Regions from separate parts of the Sus scrofa genome. Here region 1 is linked to region 2. Evidence: chromatin contacts called from public Hi-C data. All regions are on one chromosome and are shown on one strand. The core of a region is the stretch at or near the end of the contact, and the rest is flanking DNA. Distances in the headings are between cores, read along the strand shown.

Evidence for each region. Hi-C and Micro-C count contacts between places; a contact is called where the count stands out from the background.
Region 1: a contact with region 2 is called in a Hi-C map of omental adipose tissue, with 2.0 times the contacts expected there. The contact joins two enhancer-like sites. A contact is called at or near these places in 10 of 47 Hi-C or Micro-C datasets (alveolar macrophages, embryonic fibroblasts, fetal skeletal muscle and 6 more) and 1 of 2 datasets of contacts at active chromatin or transcription factors (skeletal muscle).

The regions. Positions count from the first base shown.
Region 1 is chr14:134,533,418-134,537,962 of Sscrofa11.1, reverse strand. No RefSeq gene overlaps it. Among named protein-coding and RNA genes, the nearest start is that of CTBP2, 47 kb to the right of the region's middle. Within about 2 kb of position 1,977, at least 19 of the 83 cell types and tissues checked have an H3K27ac peak or open chromatin away from gene starts, as enhancers often do. A contact at or near this core is called in omental adipose tissue, where this site is marked.
Region 2 is chr14:134,335,156-134,339,310 of Sscrofa11.1, reverse strand. It overlaps CTBP2 (C-terminal-binding protein 2), which reads left to right. Exons shown (of 11, transcript XM_021073631.1): 6 at 1,707-1,913. Among named protein-coding and RNA genes, the nearest start is that of ZRANB1, 83 kb to the right of the region's middle. Within about 2 kb of position 2,745, at least 7 of the 83 cell types and tissues checked have an H3K27ac peak or open chromatin away from gene starts, as enhancers often do. A contact at or near this core is called in omental adipose tissue, where this site is marked.

The DNA of each region.
Region 1 (4,545 bases), core at 728-3,227, 200 kb before region 2:
AATGGTTGCCCGGAGGTCAGGAGGGGAAAATGGGAGTTGTTACTTCATAGGTAGAACTTCTATTTAAGAAAAAGAAGAAAGTTCTAGATAAATAGTAGTGAATTGTACAAAAAAGGTGGAAATGGTAAATTTTATGTTAGGTATATTCAACCACAGAATTGTTTTAAAAACAATTCTGGAGTTCCTGCCATGGCTCAGTGGTTAACGAATCCGACTAGGAACCATGAGGTTGCCGGTTCGATCCCCGGCCTCGCTCAGTGGGTTAAGGATCTGGCGTTGCCATGAGCTGTGGTGTAGGTTGCAGATGCAGCTCGGATCTGATGTTGCTGTGACTGTGGTGTAGGCTGGCAGCTGTAGCTCCAATTAAACCCCTAGCCTGGGAACCTCCATATGCCTTGAGAGCAGCCCAAGAAATGGCAAAAAGACAAAAAATAAAAATAAATAAATAATTCTTTTAAAAATCCTGACCTTATAGGGTTAATGCGAATATTAAATCAAATAATGTATGTAAGGTGCTTAGCACAGAGCACGACAACATAGTTAAAATTCTTGATAAGTAGTGATTATTGTATACATGAAGTGCCTACTATGTGCCTGGCACCATGCTGAGTTCTGCAGATTCAAAAGCAGGCAGAGACTCCCCCACCTTTCACAGTGTTGGACTGGGGTTGGGGGTGGGTGTGGCCAGAAAAATGACAACAGATGTGTGACCTGCTCAAAAAGAACAGCTGGTAGGGCCGGTAGACACCTACTGAGACCTCAGCGGGCGGTCACCTGGGAACTGGAGCCAGACGAGAGCTCCAGAGCACCCAGTTTGGGTCCAGGTGTGTACATGTCACAGGTTCGCAGGCAGGATCAGGCATCCTTCTCACCCCTGCATCCCTAGCCCTAACCCAGCACCATGAGAAGAGTCCATCCCTCTGTTTCCTTCTCTGTCACCCCCATAGAGTTCTCAAGTTGGTGGCACTCCCTAAAAGCAAGATTTACAACTTCAAGTGACAGCTTTGGAAGGAAAAAACATAAACGCTCAGCAGTAACGAACCCAACTACCATCCATGCAGATTCAATCCCTGGCCTCGCTCAGTGGGCTAAAGATACAGTGTTGCCATGAGCTGTGGTATAGGTCGCAGGTGCAGCTTGGATCCAGCGTTGCTCTGGCTGTGGCTGTGGCGTAAGCCGGCAGCTTCAGCCAAAGTTCGACCCTTAGCCGGGGAACCTCCATATGCCGCAGGTGCAGCCCTAAAAAGACAGGAAAAAAAAAAAGTAAACACATAAATATACAAAGACACGTGGCATTTGCTGCAAACAACCCTCCTACTCAGAGCTCAGACCCTCCCGGGAGGAGAGAGAAGTGAAAGGCCCATCACGGGCTCTCCAGGGCTCACAGGGCGGGAGAAACAATTACATTCCCTGGGGAAATGGTTAGAAGGGACACGGGGTGCCAGGAGGGTACAGAGGGGTTCGCCCAGCCTGAGTAGGACCTGGGGAAGGCAGGGTCCTGACAGATGAGCTGGGTCCCCTGGACCCACCCAGCAGTCCCTGGGGAATCACCCCCTCCCATCTGCGTAGAGCAGGATGCAGGACCCGGGCCTGAGCAGTCAGGCAGGGAGACAGTTCCAGAAGCCTGGCCAGGCCTGGAAGTGAAGTTAGGAAATTAAGGGTCTCCTTCCACAGGGGGCGCTGTGCTCACAGGAATTGCAAGCCTGGAGCTGCGGGCCGCTGTCTGTCCCCACCCAGCCAGCCCTGCCTGAAAAAGGCAAGATACCTCCGCTTTGGGTTACCTGAGCCGGCACACAGTCCCTTGTGCCTAAATCGAGTTCCCATAACGTACATCAGTAGCTGTATTTCTTGCCTCCCAGTCCTGTTTCTGCACCCCTGGGACAGACCCAGGCAAACGGGACCCATTGGTCACCCTAGATTTACTTCCTTCTCTCGCTCTCTCCCGGTTCCCAGCTGTGGGTCAAAAGCAGTGGGAAGTAGGGAGGGGCCGGAGAGGAAGGGCACAGGCTTAGGAAGCCAGAGTCAGGCCCGCCCTCCCTGTTCCTGGCTGCTGAAGCCACTAAATCCGAGGACCAGGGGACCCACAGCTGGCAAGGTCCAGAACCCTGCAGAACCAGAGCCTCACACTTACGTGCGCAGTATGGCTGGAACCATCAGCAGGGTCCCTGAAAAGGAACACCCAACCCCAGCCATCCACCCACAGGGCTGGGGCCTCCAGAAGGGCCCCGCAGAGCAGTTTCCAGGCATCGCACTGGCCTTTGCAGTAAGTGGGGTCTTTTCCTGGTGATGCACTCTTTGCAATTTGATAAGCAAAAGAGAAAAGGGTGTAGGCAAGAAGTTTCTAGAAAACAAAGTTCTTTCTGGTTCCATGTGCCACCAGCCCCCAGGAAGCCCTTTTGAGGGTGATGCAAGGGAAAGAGTTCATTTCACATCCTCTTCTGGATTCTTAAAGCGTTTCCCCCGACCCCAGCCCCCCAAAACAGGAGGCTGGGCCTCCATCAGATGCTCAGGGAGGAGTTCCCACTGTGGCTCGGTGGGTTAAGAACCTGACTCGTATCCATGAGGCTGCGGGTTCGATCCCTGGCCTTGTGCAGTGGGTTAAGGATCCAGCATTGTTGCCAGCTGTGGCTCGGATCTGGCATGGCTGTGTCTCCGGTGTAGGCTGGCAGCTGCGGCTCCTATTCAGTCCCTGGCCTCGGAACTTCCCTATGCCCAGGGGCAGCCCTAAAAAGAAAAAAAATAAAAATAAAGATGCCGAGGGAGTCAGCCTCCAGGACCAGGAGATGATTGGTTTGCGAGGTGGAGGAGGAAGGAGCAGAGGCTGCCGTTTTTTGAGCAGGAAATGAGGGTGGAGATCCTGCTGGAAAGCTTTGCAGCCAAATAGAGCTCAATTCCCCCCACTTTCAACGATCTCTTTGCCTTGCTTTCTCTTTCTGTCAATATGCTATTATCTCCCGTGACTCCTGCCCTCCCAAGAAAAATGAGGCAGGAAATAGACAATATAATGGGAAATATGGCAAATGCACATTTCCTGTCAACAATATGCCTTACTAATAGATCGTCAGATGAGTATTTTATTAGAACAAAGATTATGACAGCTACAATATTTCCAGAGACAAACTAGGGGGGGATCAGAGTTAGAGGAATGTGGAAAGGGCTTTGCCAAGAATCAGCATGCCTTTGGGGCTTGGCTGTGTACCTCGGAGTCAGAAACCTACCCGTTCTAATCTTAGATCTGGCTCCAGTCTCCGTGTGGCCGGGAGCACCTCCCTCCCTTTTTCCCTCTGGCCGGAGGTCGATGACACCCAAGCCTGGTCCCCCTCCCCGCCCCCAGGCCTGAGGATAGGGGAGCCTTGCGGGGACGGCCCTGTAGATGCTGAGGCTTCCAGAGGTGGCTGTGATGGGTAGCCTGCCGATGCCTGGCTGTTCTTCCTGGGCCTGGCTGAGCTCTGCCCCAAGCAGATAGGTCCCCGGCCGTGCTCCTGCTGAGCTGGGGCTCTGAGCCCGAGCCCAGGGGCCCCCTTGGCCTGCCCGAAACCCACGCAGTGGATCCCCTCCAGGAATGCAGATGTCTTCCGAGTGCAGTGGGAGGGGTGGGTAAAGGGCAGAGTCTTCATGAAACTGCCTCCGCTGGTGTGTGCCCCAGAGAGCAGCTGGCATGGTCCCCATTTTACAAAGGAGGGACCCACTCACTCCCAGAGCTGAATTCAGAACCTGGGCCCTTGACTTGGGCCCACGTGGTCCTGTAGAATTGCTTCCACCTCCCAAAATATTATAATGCGTGTGGTTAGCAATGGATACGCCCCCTCCCCCGAGAGACCCGAGTGACCCACATGTGTGTCCCATTCCTTGAAGCCAAGAGCCAGTTGACCTTCATTCGTCACTTCTCCCTGGAGCCTATGGCAGCACCCAGCACCTAGTGAGTGCTCAGTAGCCATTTAGTGAATGAATGCATCCTGCAGGCATGTACCGTCTAACAGAGCAACTGCCCTGCTGTGGCCGCAGGGACAGGCAGAGACGCTCTCATCCCGTGGTTTGAGGACAAGACAGAAAGCGAACAAGTGCCGCCAACCCAGACACTCAGAATCCAATTTCCTTTCACCTCCCCAGAGAGGAGGAGGAAGGCTGGCTTCTCCCACGTCAGGGAGGACCGCGTGTCCAGAAACCAGAGTTCTCTGTGCTTTCTCAGCACGAGGAATTAATGAATTAATGAGCTCTAAGGTCTATTGCTGGGGAGGAGCGGGGGGAGGGGGGGTGGACGGGGCGGGGTGGCAGGTGGGGCTCCTTTTCTTCGGAATTTTGAAGAATGAGCCAAAGAAGAGCCCACACTTGATGGTTCCTCGGATCCAGAGCAGTGACTGGCAATGATGACTTCAACCTACACCACAGCTCGGCAACGCCGGATCGTTCACCCACGGAGAAAGGACAGGGACCGAACCCGCAACCTCATGGTTCCTAGTCGGATTCGTTAACCACTGCGCCACCACGGGAACTCCGCAATGATGACTTTGTCTCGTGAGTGGAGCGCTGAGACGAAAGCAAAAG
Region 2 (4,155 bases), core at 1,496-3,995:
GCTGCTAGAATAGAAGGCGGTGCTACATGCAGTTGCTCCTGTTCCCTGTCCAGCGGCGTTGCAGTGCGGCCTTACAGGTGGCCCAGTCCTGTGTCTCTTGGGTCCCAAACTTCCGATGAAGAGGGAGCCTTTTCAGCTGGGCCAACATGCTGCCTGGGCACCTGTGTCCCTCCTGGAAAGCTGCAGGTCCTGGTCCTGGCCCTGGCCCTGGCAGAGGGGCTGGGTCTAGGCCTGCCACGCAGCGGGGAGCAGCTGTCCCCAGCCTGAACCTCCATGTGCCTGTGCAAACCCCCCCCCCCCCCCCCCAGAACTTACAGATCTTCACTTTCTTCCCCCAAACCCTCTCCCCCAAGGAAGGTCGATGCCCAGGTCTTGCCTGCCTGCGCCCTCCGGCTGTTCTCCCAGCAGCCCGCCCGCCCTGTCCCCGTCTCCCCCGTCCTGGCCTCCGTCTCTTTTCCTCACGCAGAATGTGAGGGCTTGTTTCCCCAGCTGCTCTCAGCCCTGAAAGCCTTTTTTTTTTTTTTGCTTTTTAGGGCCGCACCTACAGCATATGGAGGTTCCCAGGCTAGGGATCAAATCAGAGCCATAGCTGCCAGCCTACACCACACACAGCAACACCAAATCCGAGCCGCGTCTGCTACCTACACCACAGCTCACGGCTACGCCAGATCCTTAACGCACTGAGCGAGGGCAGGGGTGGAACCCTCGTCCTCATGGTTCCTAGTTTCATGGATTCTTTTCCTCTTTGCCACGACAGGATCTCCCCTGAAAGCTTTTTTTTTTTTTTTTTTTTTTTTGAAGGGGAAAACAATAGCTTTATTGCTTTGCCAGGCAAAGGGGGGCCACAGCAGGCTAATTTTTTTTTTTTGAGGGAAAGCTCTTTCAAAATGCAGGGCGGACACCTGTCTGCTCTGTTTTCCTTCTGCCAGAGTGACGAGGGTCTGTCAAACTCCTGTGGGGCTGGATTCAGACTCCGGCTCCACCCTGTCCCAACCCATGGGCCTTGAAGATGTCAGTTCCTAATTTTTCTGTCTCGCCCTTTTAAAAAAAACAAATAATAACATGTTCATTGCATTAGACTCTTAAAATACCGTAGGGCGTTTCCACTGAGGCACAGCAGGTTAAGGATCCGGTGTTAACTCTGCAACAACAACGCAGGTTCGATTCCCGACCTGGCACAGTGGGTTAAGGATCCAGCATTGCCACAGCTGCCACCCAGGTTGCAGCTGCAGCTCAAATTCCATCCCTGACTTGGAAACTTCCACATGCTGCAGGTGTGGCCATAACATTTAAAAAAAAAAAAGGAACAAAAATCTTGTCTCCATTACCCGATCCTAGAGCTTGTATCCCAAGGAACCTTGGTTTTCTGGACTCCATGGGTTGTCTGGGGGGTGGGGATGGGGGGCTTTGTGCTGGCTTCCTGGCCCCGCATATGGATGGTGGGCAGGGCTGGGAGTGAGCCATGCCCTGCACAGAAGTCCTCCTGGGAATGGCTGTGGGGGGGTGGCCCCTAAGCACCCGAGCCAGAGGGTCTGTGTCCTCCAGGTGACAAGCAGGCCTCAAAGACCCCGACCTGCCCCGAGCCACACACATACACGGTGGCCGAGCAGGCCAAGTCTGTGGCCTCTGTTGCTCAAGCTGGGCAGCCCTGGAGCCTCCTGCCAGAGCTCGAGATGCCCATCGCAGGGCCGTGCCGTCTCTTCCAGGCATCGCCGTGTGCAACATCCCCTCTGCGGCCGTGGAGGAGACGGCCGACTCCACCATCTGCCACATCCTCAACCTGTACCGGCGGAACACGTGGCTGTACCAGGCGCTGCGGGAAGGCACGCGGGTCCAGAGCGTCGAGCAGATCCGGGAGGTTGCCTCGGGAGCAGCCCGCATCCGCGGGGAGACGCTGGGCCTCATCGGCTTTGGTACGTGTGGCTGCTCCGGCCCCCTCTGCCCACACCTCGGGGGCTGCCGCCGGGACCCTCCAGGGAGGCTGGCCCGGCCCTGGCAGCAGTGCCTGTGGGAGGAGCTCTCTTGGGCCTGAGGGCTTTGGCTGCCCACTGAGCTGCCTGGGCTGGGAGGTCAGACTGATCTGGACGCCAATCAGAAGTAAGATCTGGGCTGCTTCTGGAAGAGCGGGTCTGGCGTGGCTGGTCAGGGAGGATGTGGCAGGAGCCTGTGCTCAGGAAAGGGCCATGCCCGCTGACTGCCCCAGCAGAGGGTGAGGGGCAGGGGCTGGCGGGCAGCTTACCCAAGGCTGTTGGCAGCAGGTGGGGGGGCTAAATCCCAACGGGAGGAGCCTTCCTTGTTGCTGAATATCAGCCCCACCACTTACTCGCTCTGTGACCTTGAAGGAAATACTCGACCTCTGCCTCGGTTTCCCAGGCTGTAAATTGGGACTGAGTGTACACAGTGGCTGCCCCTTCGGACCCAAAGGCTTGGGGAGCACATGGGGGTGGGTGGTGACTTCAGGGCCCTGCACGATGCCACTCAGCCCTTAGCTCAGAGCTCTGTGCTTCCAGCCACCTGGAGGCAGGGCCTCTGGGATGGTCGCAGGGCCTCCTCACCCCGCAAGCCCCTGCCTGGGTGCCAGCTTGAGCAGCTAGGAGGAGCTGGGCTTCTTCCAGGAAGAGCTCCCACCTTTTCCAGCACCCGGTCTGAGTGTAAGAGGTTTCAGAGGTGAGCATTCTTGGGAGCTAATCTCTTTCCAAGCGTTGGTTTTCCTTGAGGGGAGGATACAGGATGCCTGTGCGAAATGCTGGTGCGGTGTGAGCCGCAGCGCCCTCTGCTGGTGTCTGCCGGGCTTCCCGCTCTCCGGGAAGGGGGTCTCAGAGATGGGACATCACACATTCTTTAAGCCCCCGCAAGGGCCTCAGGTGGGCTCTGGCCAGGATGCAGGGTCATTTCCTAGGCTGTCCTCTTTGCCACCCATCTTTTGAAAGCCAGTCCCATGATTTCGGCCCTGTGGACGCAAGATTGTAAGCCAGGCACGGCTCCGTCCCTGTTTCCCCCACACCGTCTTCTCGCTTCCTTTTCTGGTCTTGCCACAGCCTCCCAGAACTGTAGGCAGATCTGACACAGGAGGTGGCCGGGACCCTGGCTGCCACCCTAAGTCCAGACCCAGTTCATGCTGTCACACAGGGGTCTGGATGGGGCGTCCCAAGCTTGACCCCGGGCCGGGCTGCTGGTGGCTGGTGCTCAAGGCCAGCCTCCAGGTTGGGAACATGCTCAAAAGTTTGAACGGAAAGCCTGCCGGCGGTGGCAGTGTCTTTTTTAAAGGTCAGGACAGGGTTTTTTTGTTTTTTTTGTTTTTTTATCAAGTCAGTAAGACAATTAAGTCATCAGGTCGTGTAAAATGCAGTCAGGAAAACCTCATTGTTGAACCTGGCCGTTGCTTTCAGGCCCCGGCACGGCCCCGGGGACCCCAGCCGCCATCACTGGGTTAGGACACAGGGGAAGGAGGGAGTCGTGGAGTTGGACGTGAGTCCTTAATGCTGCATCTCAAGCACATGCCAGGGGTGGGGGGTCTGGAGGTCACGGCTGCTTCCCTGCCCCCATCCCTGCCCATCGACCCTGTGGCTGTAGATCCTGGTTCGCTGTGTCCAGCTGGCGACACTGAGGAGGGGGTGACGTGAGGGCTAACGAGCCACTGGCGAGCCCGCCGCTGCCCCTTAATCAGAACAGCCTTTTTAAACCTGTGCGCCTGAACCACGGCAGTTGTGTGTCCGGCACGATCAGATGGCAGTTCAGCCAGAGGGGGGCTGATCCACGGCCAGGCCGCCCTCCTGCTGGGGAAGGCGCCTCTTGCCTTGTTCCCGTCTCCGTCCTGCACATTCCAGCCATGGTTTCGATAAAGACTCATCCCGTGCTCTCCCGTCAGCCCCTCCAAGCATCATTCACACCATTTTGTGTTCAGGCTGAGAACTGCTCTGAGAAGCAAGGGGCTGTGCGTGGGGATCCGTGGGTTTGCGTCCGTGGTGGCCACTTGGGACTCAGTTCAGGCCAGACTGCGGTGGTCAGTTTCCATCATCTTACCCCTTTCATGAGCAAACCCAGTTATAACAGGAATGAGAGAACAGTTCCTGTTACACATTAAGAGCAATAAAGGGATGAAGCCCAGCTTGTTAAGAAGCGCCAAGGGAGTTCCTGTTGTGGTGCAGCAGAAAT